Linked DNA regions of Sus scrofa: regions 1 and 3 are each linked to region 2. A link is a contact called in public HiChIP or PLAC-seq data. All regions are on one chromosome and are shown on one strand. The core of a region is the stretch at or near the end of the contact, and the rest is flanking DNA. Distances in the headings are between cores, read along the strand shown.

Region 1 (4,585 bases), core at 28-2,527, 500 kb before region 2:
AGGTCAAGCTTGGTCTCAAGCTGTCTTTTTGGAAGAACAAAGGGCTGTGGCTGCAGCTTCAAACATGGGTAGAGTTGGCAGAAGATGCTAATACAGGAGTTCCTGTCATGGCTCAGTGGAAACGAACCTGACTAGCAGCCATGAGGACGCAGGTTCTATCCCTGGCCCTGCTCAGTGCGTTGAGGATCCGGAGCTGCTGTGAGCTGTGGTCTAGGGTCACAGATGTGGCATGCATCTGGCATTACTGTGTCTGTGGTGTAGGCTGGCAGCTGTAGCTCTGATTCGACCCCTAGCCTGGGAACCTCCATATGCCACAGGTGTAGCCCTAAAAAAAGACAAATAAATATGTAAGTACATGCAGAGATACTTTTTTAAAATAGATGCTAATATAAGAATACCCCATAAGGCACTGTCAGCCTGATGAAATTCAGATATGCCACAGTTCAAGGGGTAAAGACATTGGACCTCACTCACTTTATCAGTAAAAAGAATCTTCTTTCTCCAATCACGCATTTTTACCATGAACCTTCCTGGTTTGTCTCCAAACACAGTATCTCCTCAGAAGTGACTTAGGCTTTTCAAAACCAGTCCTAGAAAATGGCATTTTATCTGCTTATTCTTCCTTAACAGTGAGACATGGAGTCACACTCAGCTGACATCATAACCAACACCCCAAGGGCGAAAATCCACGAATGATGAGTAAAATCTCCAGTTCTGCTTTTCCACTAAGAAGAACCCCTTAGAAATAAAGGCTGAAATACATGTCATAATAACACATTTTCGACTCCGTTTTCCTGCTTCTTTTCGGGTTCTTCTGCATGAGTTTTTGTTTCACACCAACCAGGCACAATCTTTCCAAATGCAACGTGATGCCATTTGTCCACTAGGGGGAGACTTGCCCCCACTTATAACCTATACTTCGTCGGGGGGCCCTTTCCTTTCTTTAGATAAGAACTGGAACTTGATTACAGCAGCAGCTCATTTACCCCGTTTCCTTGGCTAAGCAAGACACTTTAGTTTGATTAACAACATTTTCTAGTTAATGTTCCACTCTCATTTTAGGAAGCGATGAGGAAGAGGCGAAATGGCGATCATGCAAATAAAGTAATGACTTCGCTCCTTTTCCCAGACCTCTGAGATGAGTGGCTTTAACTCGACCCTGGAAGGCGCCAGCAGCCTGTGCCTCCTGAGAAAGAAAGCACAGCTGCAGAGTTGCCAGCTCCTGCGTGGGCAGGGCAGCGGACCCAAAATACGCACTCTGCAGCCAGCTCCGCCAGTGCCTTTTTTAGATTATTTCCGGCCAGGCTGACTCACGCAGCTAAGACAGCAAAATGTACCTGAGGCTATTACTGATGGGATTCAAACATCCTTATTTTCTTTTCTATTTTTCTCTCCTATACTCTAGCCGGTTTCTAGCTTCCATCCCTTTCCATCACCTCTGCCAACTTATGCCTCAGGCCTCCCAGCTGCTCTTGGCAGTGGCCAGCCCTGTGATTGGTTCTCAGCGCTCAGGGAGCTAGTGACTCTGACCTTGTCGGAGGTGACTCCCCAAGTTCGTGAACTCAGCAAATGTGCATCCAAATTATGTATGGAATTGCACCTGTTCTATCAGGATTCACCATACACACTTACTCACACACTTGGTTAAGTTTTATTTTTCTGACTTCAGAAGTGGTTCGAATTGGAAGATTATCTTTGTTAAACCAGAAGGCGGTGGGCACCCAGGGCGCATCATGGACCCGCTTACTTCTTTCATTTGCATCCATATGCTAGACAATAGCCAGGGAGCTGAGCTATAGATGTCTATTTTTTTTTATTAGCTTTAAAATGTAACATTTGATTCAGAAGAGGGAAGATGATCCTTAATACGTCCCTGCCCTCTGTATCTGAGGATGCCTGCCTAATTTAATAGCTACCTAATATCTACTTTTTAAAAAAAGGTATTTTAGACCAGAACACATCATAGGTGTTTTGCCTTCTAAGGGAAGAATAGCTCATACGGGGGGAAGACAAACACAGTCTGCAGTTGCCTTCGCCTGGCAGAGAGGGCGGGGTGCTCCGAGCAGCCGTCTCTGTGAGGGGAACCCTGATAAGTGTGTGGATATACAAAGGGGAGCCCTGAGCTGAGCTGAGTTGTAGGAGCAAGGAAGACGGAGACTGCTCTGCCTGGAGGGATGGGTGCTGGTAGGCGCGTGCCACAGGGAAGTGGAGGTGAGGGGATTGGAGAGACTAGCGAGGGAATAGTGCTGTGTCCCAAAGGCAAAAGTGGATCCTGACTCTTAGCTGTAAACTTCCCCCATTTCTCCCAACTGTCAGTAACATCTGTATGACCCAAAGGAATTCTAATGATATATATATTTTTTAATGGAAACCAAGAGAAGTGTCTAGGTCTCATTTTCATGTGTTCATATTTATTGAACGTCTGCTGTGAAGCAGGTTTTCGTCTAGATAACTCATGACAAAGAGGTGAATAAGGCAGTCGGAGATGCCTGCTCCCTGAATCCTTGCCTTCGAGTGGAGGGAAAAGGTAATACGCAAAAAGTTAGCAAGATCATTTCTGAGAGCACCAAGTCCTGTGAAGACTAGTACCCTGGTACAGGTTACAGACAAGGGGCCAGGTGTGAATGTCAGTATCCACTCAGGAACATGGAAACCACTCCAGGATATTTAAACACGGAAACTGTAACACAAGGCATTTGTTATAAAGTTATTGGAAGGACAGGAGAACAAAGGGAAGATTCTGCCAGTGGGGATTTGGCAAGCAGGAGATTAGGAGGCAGAGGGAGAGGAGAAGGCGCATCTCCTCCAGTATTTGGCAGAGACCTCGGCGGCGGCGGCAACACCTTCACAGACAGCAGCCCTGGGTCCCTGCTCAGGCACTGGGGTTCCAAATAACAGCAGAGGACTCTTCCTTTTGCTTTTCCAAGTAAGTGCATGGGACTTGTCTGAATTTCCTTTCAGAGAATACTTAGGCTCTCCCCTGCCCTGGTTCCTTTCCACTTTCGGCACAGTCGGATGACAAGCCTAGCCTCCCCAAACACACACCATAGAAGAAGGGAAGAGTTTTGTTTCTGAAGAAATAAGACCAGAGAGACTGTAAAATAAGGAACACTAGGTGAACTGGGGGGCCAAAAACAACAAGGGGGGTTTGGTGCCCGCCTACAAATGGAACAGAGATTTTCAGTCTGCAGCCCGTTTCCAGATCACTGCCAAGCAGACATTATCCCACTGCCCTGCCTCAGACACAGGGTTATCACCATGTTCTCAAAAAACCCGAGCACCTGAACCTTAGACACTGACATTTGGGGGTGCGCCAGTGAGAAGACCAGCTATTTAGTTTCTTTAAACTATATGCATCTGTTATTCTGATATATATATATATATATATATAAATATACCTGTATATTTAAATTGCAAAAATGGGATGTAAGGAAGTGGAGACATGGAGTACAGACAAATTTGAAGTATTTTAAGGGAATGGGAGTATGGAATTAAGCCAGTAGCCAGTCACTGGAGCAGGACAGAAAGCTGAGGGGTTTCAAGTTTGAAGGTACTGTAGTATCGTTGGACTAGGACAGCAGGGAGAGAGGGAGAGAGCAGTGGATGACACAGGGATGAATGGAAAGATGCAAGAGCCTAGTTCTTCTTCTTCTTCTTTTTTTTTTTTTTTTTTTTTTCTTTTTGGCTTTTTTAGGGCTGCAGGTGTGGCATATGGAAGGCCCCAGGCTAGGGGTTGAATTGGAGCTGCAGCTGCTGCCTACACTGCAGCCACAACAATGCAGATCCTTAACCCACCAAACAAGGCCAGAGATTGAACCCGTATCCTCAAGAACACTAGTCGGGTTCGTTATCACTGAGCCACAATGGGAACTCCTGAGAGCCTAGTTCCTGAGGTTGGAGGGATGTGGAGGTGACATAATCGAGTAGCTGCAAGACATGGTATGCAAATAAGGACAGCAGAAAATCAGAGCAGAAGTGAGGATGACTGAGCACCCCAGGACTTAGCAAACCTCTCAAGGGAGACATTGGATATTTGATAAAGTGTAGCATGATGGCTTGAGCAAAGCTCAACTTGTTCTTAAGGGTCGGGGTGACCTGTTTCACCCCTGGGTTCATTTATTTCTCAAGTGGAAATGGACTGTTTTAAAGCTGGTTCTAATTTAAAATTTATCTATCCAGTGTTTTTACCTTAGCCTTCTCTTTTTCAGTTTTGTCTTTTACTCTTTTATATATACTTTCTGTGCTAGCCAAGTTAATCCAAAGCAAGCCACTAACAAATATTTACTGTTGAATAACCAAATTGGACTTACAATCTCTTTGGCCCTGCTGGAGCACCCCATTCCTGCAGTCCGTGTTTTCCTGGATCTGCCCTCTGCGTCCAAGATTATGGTCATTTAAAAAGTTGTTAATATGTGTTAACCTGTGAACACAATGAGGATAGTAACCATATTTTATTCACCTTGTTTACCCTGAACAGCCTAACACATCATCATGTGTATAGGGAGTATTCAGCAAATAAAAGTTTACTTTTAATTTAATTTCCCCACTTAAGTGTTAGTGCACTGATAAAAATGCACCGGTGTCC
Region 2 (4,655 bases), core at 1,960-4,459:
GAGGCACCAGTGGGAGATCAGAGGGTGGGCACAGAGTGCCTGGGGTTACTCTTCTTGGGTGATCCTGCCCCACTGCACAGCTTTCCTTGGGTTCAGCTCTGGAGGGAGCGCCCTTTCCCCTTCACTGGTGACAATTCCTGGATGCTTCAGTGTTCTCTGTGGGTACCTTACAGCTGCTCACACTTTTGCGGAACAGGCCACTTATTAAATGTTTCCTTTAGAACACTGATACATAAATAGTTGGATAGACACATGAATTACTGGGTTGGATTTTTTTCATGTGTGAGCAGGTTTCACATTGCTTACCATGGGTTGTGGTAAAAAAAAGAAAAACACTGTCATGGTTCTTCTTACTACACCACTGCCTCCCCTGGCTGATACAGGGAGCTACTGGGTTGAAACTTCTAAAAATAAACATTTCAGAAACCCTTCTTATCACTGTTACTATCAAGTAGCACGTAATGTCTCCAAAAAGAGAAAAACATGTTTATTAAAATGGATTTTTGGACAGGGCTTAAGACTGCCCAACAGTGCAAAAGGCCACCTGGGTAGCTAAGTGAGTCGCCATCATTGATTGCTTCACACATGTGGAGGTGACAGAACTGAACTCGGGACCTCTAGTCAGTCTCTCTTACACAACTATGCTTCTATCAGGGAGCCTCAAGATGTAAAATTTATTCCAAAACATAAATGAAGCAATGTCATAGCAAAATCCAACATTAAAAACCCATATCGTGTCAACTCAATTCTCACTCATTTCGGGAGGAGGAAGGAAAAGTGGAAATGAGGCAGCTTTCAAAAATTTCTAAATTGTGCTCCTTTTTGCTGGATCTGAGGGTAGAGAGATCCAGAGAAAGACCCAAACATCCCAGGCCTGATCATTCTCCAGACCCATCTTGCGCCTGGGCCTCATGTAAATGGTTAGCAAGGACAGAACGTCTCCAGACCTTGGTCTGATGATCTGATTATCAACCACCTGATGGCCAGCATCCAGAGTATATTCAAAAATGTGGGGCGGCGCCTTCACTGTAACTCCTTCCAATACTCAAATGAGTGAGTCAAGTAAAGTATCATGCTTTTATGCTCATACAAAATGTACTAAGGTATGAGCATTACTAGATCCAAATATAAGCCATCCAATATAGGAAGATTTAAAGGAAACGCAATTACAAGCAAAGAAAATATGTACAAAAGGGCAACAGATATTATTCTATGATTTGTTATTGTTAACCTCCCTGAAGAAGTGATGCCATTCCATGTTTTGCAACAAATTGGTTAATGTTTATAGTAGCCATTCAGGAAAAATGCAACCTCATCTTGTCACCAGATCAGTATTATGCATGTCCTTTTATAACAGCAACTAAAAATTCGTTAAACGTTTTAAACACAAAAGTGTCTAGTCAAATAATACCCACCCCTTTTAGTTCTGGTCCTCAGGACATGCCCTGGAGTAAGTAGGGCAGGTGATAATCCCATGTCACAGAGACACCAAGGCTCACAAAGGAAATAACTTGAAACTTAAACGAAACTTAACCACCGTGAACTGGATCAGGAGCGTCTGCCTCATCCTCTGTACCATGCTGCCTCCCCAAGGTGAACTTCTCTAACCTGCACACTGGCAAGGTTTTTCAAGCTCGCTACTCAAAAAAAAAAAAGAAGGGATGTACTGAAAATACTGAATTTCTGTAGGCTTGAATCTACAATAGAAGAAAAAAAAAGTGCCCTAATAGCAATATCAACCTTTGTGAGCCCATTAAAATGTTCGTGGGCACGCGTGCGAGAGCACAAATGCGCGCGCGCACTCACACGGTGATGACTGTGGTTTTTATCATTGAGTCGCTTCTAGTGATGGCTGTGATCTCAGGGGAAGACTATTTGCTCTGTCCTATTCCCTGGTCTACACTGAACTCCAAATCCTTTTGGGTCACTAAGGGAATGTGAAAGGGTAATAAGGGATAAATCACCAATAGTTAAATAATTAAGCAGCCAAAGCCCATTAACAACATTATATTGGAAAAGTAGTGTTACAGCATTTTACTTGCTGACTTAAGAAAAATCTGGCCTATTATCCAAACTGCTATAACTTGCCTTATCAGAATGTCAATCAGGAAACAAAGGAAACCTCAAAACGGTCCACAACATGTGAACAATTTAACTTTATTTCTTTCAGCTCATCGCTACGTATCATCCGTTTGGTCAAGGCCCGAAAGACGAGGGCAGCCCTCCAAACCAATCGTTCGCCAGGTCAGCAGTGTCCCAGCTCAGGCGCCCAAAACACAACACAACCGGGAAAGTGATGTGCGGAGGGGAATCACTAAGTGCCACCAGCTGTGGTTGCAGCCAAGAAGAAAAAAAGCACGCTAAAATTTAATTATAAGTTTAGCAACTTTCTAGGACAGGCAACCTGCTTTTGCTTTGGGCTCCAAGTAATCGCAAACCATCCTCCGGAGCAGGGGCCGAGATAACGGGAAGGCAGCCGGTCCGCGCCAATCAGCAGCGCCCAAGTCTCGTTAGCGCAGACCTGCCAGTTCGCGGCCAGACCGGGCAGCTGTTGATCTCGGGGCCATTTTTTTTAAAGCCGACACTGAGAGCGGGTAGGAAGGGAGCGAGGAAGGCTGAGCCAGGGCGGGGGAGGGGAGGAGAAGGTAAGGACGTCCCAGGAAAAGTCGGAGAGGGCTGCAAACTGACGGAAACCGGCCGGCGGGGCTCGGCGGCACAGAAGCCGGAGGAGAGAGGAGCGGAGGGGGAGAGGGGGACCCGTGCCTCAAAGTTCCGCGTCCCGGCGGCGCCCGCGCGCTGGGCTGCTCACCTAACAGGAGCGTGGTCCAGGTCCGGCCGCGCCCCGAGCGCCGCAGGCCCAGCGCCCCGCTTAGTCGAGCCGCCAAGCGCCCCCCGAGGCCGCCCCCGGCCGCCGGCGCGGCGGGCTCCGCGCGGAGCCCCTTCCTGCCCGCGGCGCCCTTGCGCCGAGGGGACGGGGGCGCGCGCTCGGGCCCGGGTTCCCCGGCGCCGACATCTGGCGTCCCCCTTAGCGGCGACTGAGAGGCGCGGGGCGGCTGGGGCGGCTTGGGGGCCGCTTCCCGGTGCTTGTTCCGCGCCTGCAGGACCATCTTGGCATAGTCGCGCCCGCTCGCTGCGCGCGCCCGGACGGCGGCCGGGGAACGGCGGGCTGGCGGGGCGGCCCCGGCGCCGCTCACTCTCCGGCGGGCGGGCGGAGGGCGGTCCGGTCCCTCCCCGCCGGCGGGGAGGCGGGGAGAACTGCAAGGCCGGGCGGCGGCTGCCTGCCTGGCGGTGCTGCCGGGAGGCGGCGCCGGACTCGCGCGCCCGCCGCCGTTGCCGCCGTTCCGGTTGTCACGGCGACCGTGGAACGCCAGGGGGCGGGGGCGGGGACACCCCGCGAGCGGCCGCAGCCGCGGCCCCGCCCCTGCTGCCCCTCCGCGCCGGACGCGCGCTCCCGGCCGGCAAGCGCGCACGCGCCGACTTCCGGCGGGGGCGGGGGCCGACCCCGGGCCGCCCAGCGACCCCGGCCAGGTTTGGAACCCGCGCAGGAATCTGCAGGTTTGAGGACGCGGACTGCCCAGCGGGAGTGGCGGTCCCACCCTTTGGGAGCGACGGGGAAAGAAGAAGGGCCCTCTCTGGGCGGGCGCAGCTGGTCGAAGTTTTGGACCCGATTAAGGCTGCAAGTGGAGCTCGGTGAAGCCCGCGTGGCCCAAGCAACTCGTTGCGGAGGCGGCTAGACCCGGGAGGAGGCGCTAGAGAAGGACCACTTGGGGGCGCTGTGTGTGCGCTCTGGAGTTCTCGGTGGCCCTGCTGCTAAAAGGCTAGCTGCCCAAAGTCCAGCCAAAGGGTCACGTTACTCCACCCTGTGTGGCCTCGTAATTTAGAACGCTGCCTAGTGCAGCTTCCGCTTTCACAAACCCGACGAGCGGGGCAACCCGATTTAAAATGGCAGTAGAGTATCAGGGTGAGCTGATAAAGGTCGGGACAGAAGTGTGTGCCTGACATTAAAACCAAAAACCAGGGGTAGCAGCCTAGACTGAGGGTAATAAAATTGAATGGACTGAGAAGGAAAGATTAGCAATGAGAATGTCCTGTTAGTTTCAAATGCTATATAACCTTATGGCTTGAAAGAGAGTAGAACTTTATTTGATGTTAAATACAAGCCTTTAGTTGAAAACGTATTTTCTTTCATGCAGCAGCAGAAGGCATGACTGAAGGAAGCCTAGGAAGATTGGGAAAACCAGGCAACTTTCATTTACCTTCCACCCCCGCCCCCACATCCCTGCATTTTTTGCACAAAACCCTGCAGCCTCGTGGATCACCGAAATGTTCCTTACCTTTAAATCCAATGAGCTTGTTCCAAAAAGTTGTCCTTAGTTCCCAATTTTGTATATCAAGCCACATGATTCTGATTATCTCCACTGTAATCCTAGAGGCTTCACGTGGCTATGGGTCCTCTCCCTTGTTTCTCTGCCCAGTGATTTAAGTAACTTAATACCGGCATTCACTTACTTTTTAAAGGCAGTGAATTATTTTGTAATAGTTTTTGCCATGCAAATTAATAATTCTCCGTACTCTGTATTTTTGTGAATTTGGATTTTCAGCTGTCTTTTATCCCAGGAGGGAACGACTATTTTTGGACACTGGTTTTTGAAAAA
Region 3 (4,364 bases), core at 415-2,914, 270 kb before region 2:
AGATCCTTATTATACGAAAAAAAAAAAATAATAATCTCTTTGGTCAAACCACTGCTCAGTGGGCTGACTTATTTTGGAACTGAACACTTTCCCAGGTGATACAGATATCAAGCACAAAACTACATGTTCCAAATACTGAAGGCAAGCCCTTGAAAGCAGACCACAGAGCGTCAAAGAGAATTTCATTTATTCTATATTTGGGTGGTGCAGGGGCTGGCTCAGCTCATATTTCTCATGCTGCTATTATCTAGATTACAAAGGGATTGAATAGAGTTTTATAAACATTGATTCAGACTGGATTGTATGTTTCCGAGTAACAAAGAAAGAGAAAGTTTCCCCCTCTTCCCAGAGCAAAGCGCCTTAAATTTTTTAGAATGATTCTTTACATTCCAGATAATGACAGTGCTTTTCACTTAGGTAATTTTATGGAGAAAAAATACTGAAGACACTTTTAAAAACATTAGTTCAAAAAACTACTGAAAATATCAGCTTATTTGTTCATGATGGCTAAATAAGAGGATTTTTACTCTCCTCCCTAAAGCACAAGGAATCACATCCTTTGCTGACAGTTTAAAACCACCAAGCAAAGAATGTATATATAGGTATGATTGGGTCTCCTGGCTATATGGCAGAAATTGACAGAATATTGTAAATCAACTATACTTTAATAAAAACAAAACCAAAAGAGAAAAAACTGAGAAGTGGGCTTCGGCCACTGAAGCCAATTCTCTATCAGGCTACCCCGTCACATCACATAGTTTTTCTGGCCCCAGGCAGCTCCGCTATGACAGCAAGACAGTATCGATGCCCCTGCAGGATGGTGAAGTAGGCAAGAAGCCAAAGCATATGTGTGGGGTGAGGTCTTGGGGGAGGGAAGCAAGAGGGTGACTAATGTCCGGGGGTGGGGGGTCCCCCCAACACAGAGGGGCCGAGGGATGGCTAATGCCCTTCTCCTCAAAGACCAGCCTCACAGCCTCTCCATCCCAGATTTATCCTCCCAGACCCGCCACCCACCCACACTATCCTCCCCCGACTGCTAAAGGTAATAAAGCAGAAACTTCTGAGACCTCTCCCTTTTTTCGTTCCATTCTTGGAGGGAAAGCGCTAGTTCTCCTCCAGATAGAAGTAGGTGGTTGGAGAGAAATCAGCAGCAAGCATAACCTTGACATGATTCACAAGAACACCCTCTCCCAAACTATACTTCTCCCTTGCCAGCCTCCTCTCCTCTCCTCATCCTTACCAGGCACTTAGTTTGGACCGGGAATGCCCTGCTTAAAAAAAAAAAAAAGTCTCCCTCTTTTGCACGGTCCTTCCTTCATCTCAAAACTCTTCCCCTCGATAAACTGATTCCAAGTATTTATATAAAAGCCATTCTGAGTAAACACATTCCTTCCCTCGGGTGGCTGTGTCTTCTTTGGCTATCTGCATTTTTAAGAGAACTTTGCTTCATGAATATACACCCTCCTCACCTGAGCTCCCTGGGCGTGAGATGGTGAAGGTTATACAGGGTCTAGGGGATCGCTGGACTTCGGTGAAGCAGCAGCACAGGGAGGAAGGTTCCCCTTAATTCCTCTTCTTCCAGCTCCTGAGGTCTCCTCGCCTCAATGCTCTGTGGGCCTGCAGCCATGAATCGCCCCGGCCTGCGGTGTTTCAGGCGCTGCACCGCACAAGCAATTTTCCCAGAGCTCTTAGAATTCCACTCACATATAGGTGTTGAACCAGTGTTCGCTCAAGAACCATTATTCACCACTTCTAATTTAACTAGAAAGGAAGAGAATAGTGTTATCGCCCAAGTGCAAGTCTCCTTTCTTTCATTTAGGGTCATGGAGCATCGTCCCTGGCAACACAGCAATCCAGGCCAACCGAAGATTGTTTTGGTTTTGGCTTAAGAATAAATTTGATTACCTTTCCAATGTAGTTAGTCCCTTTTGAGATTTTTTTTTCCCTAGCCCAAGATAAAACTTGAAGTAATCGACTGGATGCTGACTCTGCCAAGCACTTAGTCTTTTTCATTGATTATTTTATTTACCTCTTCACTAACTCGGGTTAAACTTGGTTATGCTGTAGTAACAAATAGCCAGGTATTGTCAGAGAATTAAAACCATAATGTTTAGTTTCTCTTGGTGCCACACATGTTTATCAGAGGTTAATAAGGGGCCTCTGCTTATTATAGTCACTTGGGGACTCAGGCTGATGGAAGCTCCATCTCAACCGTGGGAGGAAAATCACAAGAGAACCACTGCTGCTAAGAGAGCTCTCTACACTGGAGCCCGGCAGCCACGGACAAAGTGTGACTCAGGCATGTGTCAGCCTGGATGGAATCTGACCTTTTGACCACGTGTTGTCCTAAGGAAGGCATTGCAACATCTGCCAGAAACTCAAGACACTTATGGAACCACTACCCTAAAATAATTTGTGACAGCCTGTCTACTTATTGGACTCATATCCAAGAACAACCTGTGATTGCTATGGACCAGTTATTTCCTGACTTGCATCAGAGTCAATCACAATTGTTGTTAGGCAACTTTAACAACCTTGTGGCTTTTTGTCTTTATAAACCCCCTGCCTCTTTCTCTTCCCTGGACCACTCAGTTTCACTCCAGTCTGTGTCTCCAAAATTGTAATTCTGTGGACCTCCAATTAAAGGTCTTCAAGCCTTGATACTGATTTGTCTTGGTCACAACACAGGCTTCCATAAACCAGAGTTAGAAGACAGGCAGACAGACAGACAAAGAGAATAGGGAAGCCTGTGCTGGTTCTTGCAGCTTCTGCCCAGAAATGGCACGTTTCCCTTCTGCTCACAATTCACTGGTCAGAGTTAAGTTCATAGTCAGATCTGATATCAATGGAATAGAGAAAAATAATCCTCCCTCGGGGAGAAGCAGGAGATATCGGTGATGTCAGAGAGGAAGAAATCTTCCTCTTCTCTTCTGGATTCTTCTGTCTGTTCTAAGAATTAGATTGACATGAGACAGATTGGTTGGAGATAATCAAACAAAAGTTTAATAACACGTATACATGGGAGAGCCCCAGGAAAACTGAGTAATTCACCAAAACGGTCCAAGCCCTCACCTTAAAGGCCATCTTCATCTACAGAGGAACGAAGATGTTGAGAGCAGTGGTTTGAGACTTCAGAAGGGAGGAAGGTGATTCATGAAGAGATGGAAAGGCAAATGTTTGGTAAATAAATGTTTGCTGGGTCATGCCGAAACAATGGGACACAGAGTGGACCCTCCCCAATTCTTTGCAGACGTCTCTGGTGTGAGACTCCATTCTGGGAACAGACCTTTTATCTCATTTCTTTAGGCAGTTAAGGTGGAGTTTAAAAAAAAAAAAAAAGACTTACCGAATCTTCTCTTTCTTAAAAATAATCAGCCTGTGTCAATCTTCATGCCATAGAGATATGTTTTGGGGTGGCAAATTTTGCTCCCCTCCAGTGATCAGACTAGTGTAACTCCTACAACTCTGAGCTAGGCTTTATTATCCTTGACTTACAGAGAAGGAAGATGAGGCTCAGAGAAAATAAGTTCACACAGTAGTTCATAGCCCAAAATTTGGAACCCAGATCTGGTTCCCAAACACGAGCTTTTTTTTTTTACCATATCAGAATTCCCCAAAGGATGTTCCATAGCATCCTAGTTATGTGAGTTGCTAAGCAGATAAAAGGGGACTATCCCGCCAAAAAGTTGGGGAAACAGCACATCATATGTATCAGCATATACTTAGAGGGTGTGTCAGTCTAATAAAGTTTCTGAGAAGCCTTTCAGTAAAGCAAAGTGTTTAATTATGCTTAACCTGAATTTCCTAAATGTACTTGGCCACATAGCATTACAATGTTACGTCTAATTATACCTGCCACGAAGGCAAATGCCCCTGGAACACACCTCAGAAAAGGCCCTGCCCAGGAGCCTGTGGAATAACTTAACAGACCAACCTCTTTGGGCAGATGAGGGCCAGAGAACTAAAGTGATCTTACCAAGGTCACACAGCCATTAAGTTTTAGTCAGGACGAGACTTGCAGTATCAAGATCTAAGTCAGAACTCCTGGGCAGCTTGTTGAGAGGATCCTGAAAATACGAGGGTACTTTATAAACTGGAGAGCACTATTCAAAATTAAGATAGCCTTAGCTCACAATGCTAAGCAGTACTGAAATGTACAAAATATTCGAATGAGTGAAAAGGTACATGTGCTCCGGGATCAAAAAGATTAAATTTTGTGAAGATGTCAATTCTCCTCAAATTTCCTTTTGCTGCCGGCCTACGCCACAGCCACAGCAACAGGGGATCTGAGCTGCATCTGCGACCTACACCACAGCTCATGGCAACGTCAGATCTTTAACCCACTGAGTGAAGCCAGAGATCGA

Evidence for each region. HiChIP or PLAC-seq counts read pairs in DNA pulled down with a chosen protein or histone mark.
Region 1: a contact with region 2 is called in an H3K27ac HiChIP or PLAC-seq map of alveolar macrophages. The contact joins the enhancer-like site here to the promoter of DPY19L1 in region 2. A contact is called at or near these places in 3 of 5 promoter capture datasets (fetal liver, fetal skeletal muscle and liver), 8 of 47 Hi-C or Micro-C datasets (brain, embryonic fibroblasts, fetal heart ventricle and 3 more) and 1 of 2 datasets of contacts at active chromatin or transcription factors (alveolar macrophages).
Region 3: a contact with region 2 is called in an H3K27ac HiChIP or PLAC-seq map of alveolar macrophages. The contact joins the enhancer-like site here to the promoter of DPY19L1 in region 2. A contact is called at or near these places in 3 of 5 promoter capture datasets (fetal liver and liver), 5 of 47 Hi-C or Micro-C datasets (embryonic fibroblasts, fetal heart ventricle, fetal liver and 2 more) and 1 of 2 datasets of contacts at active chromatin or transcription factors (alveolar macrophages).

What each region holds. Positions count from the first base shown.
Region 1 is chr18:39,300,988-39,305,572 of Sscrofa11.1, reverse strand. LOC110257625 (a long non-coding RNA gene) reads right to left here. Exons shown (of 5, transcript XR_002340512.1): 3 at 4,311-4,420. Among named protein-coding and RNA genes, the nearest start is that of NPSR1, 90 kb to the right of the region's middle. Within about 2 kb of position 1,277, at least 30 of the 83 cell types and tissues checked have an H3K27ac peak or open chromatin away from gene starts, as enhancers often do. A contact at or near this core is called in alveolar macrophages and liver, where this site is marked.
Region 2 is chr18:38,799,897-38,804,551 of Sscrofa11.1, reverse strand. DPY19L1 (probable C-mannosyltransferase DPY19L1) reads right to left here and starts at 3,209. Exons shown (of 47, transcript XM_021079309.1): 1 at 2,810-3,209. The coding sequence starts at 3,107.
Region 3 is chr18:39,068,066-39,072,429 of Sscrofa11.1, reverse strand. DPY19L1 (probable C-mannosyltransferase DPY19L1) reads right to left here. Exons shown (of 47, transcript XM_021079309.1): 42 at 1,470-4,067. All of the region lies in intron 5 of NPSR1 (neuropeptide S receptor), which reads left to right. Among named protein-coding and RNA genes, the nearest start is that of NPSR1, 140 kb to the left of the region's middle. Within about 2 kb of position 1,664, at least 12 of the 83 cell types and tissues checked have an H3K27ac peak or open chromatin away from gene starts, as enhancers often do. A contact at or near this core is called in alveolar macrophages and embryonic fibroblasts, where this site is marked.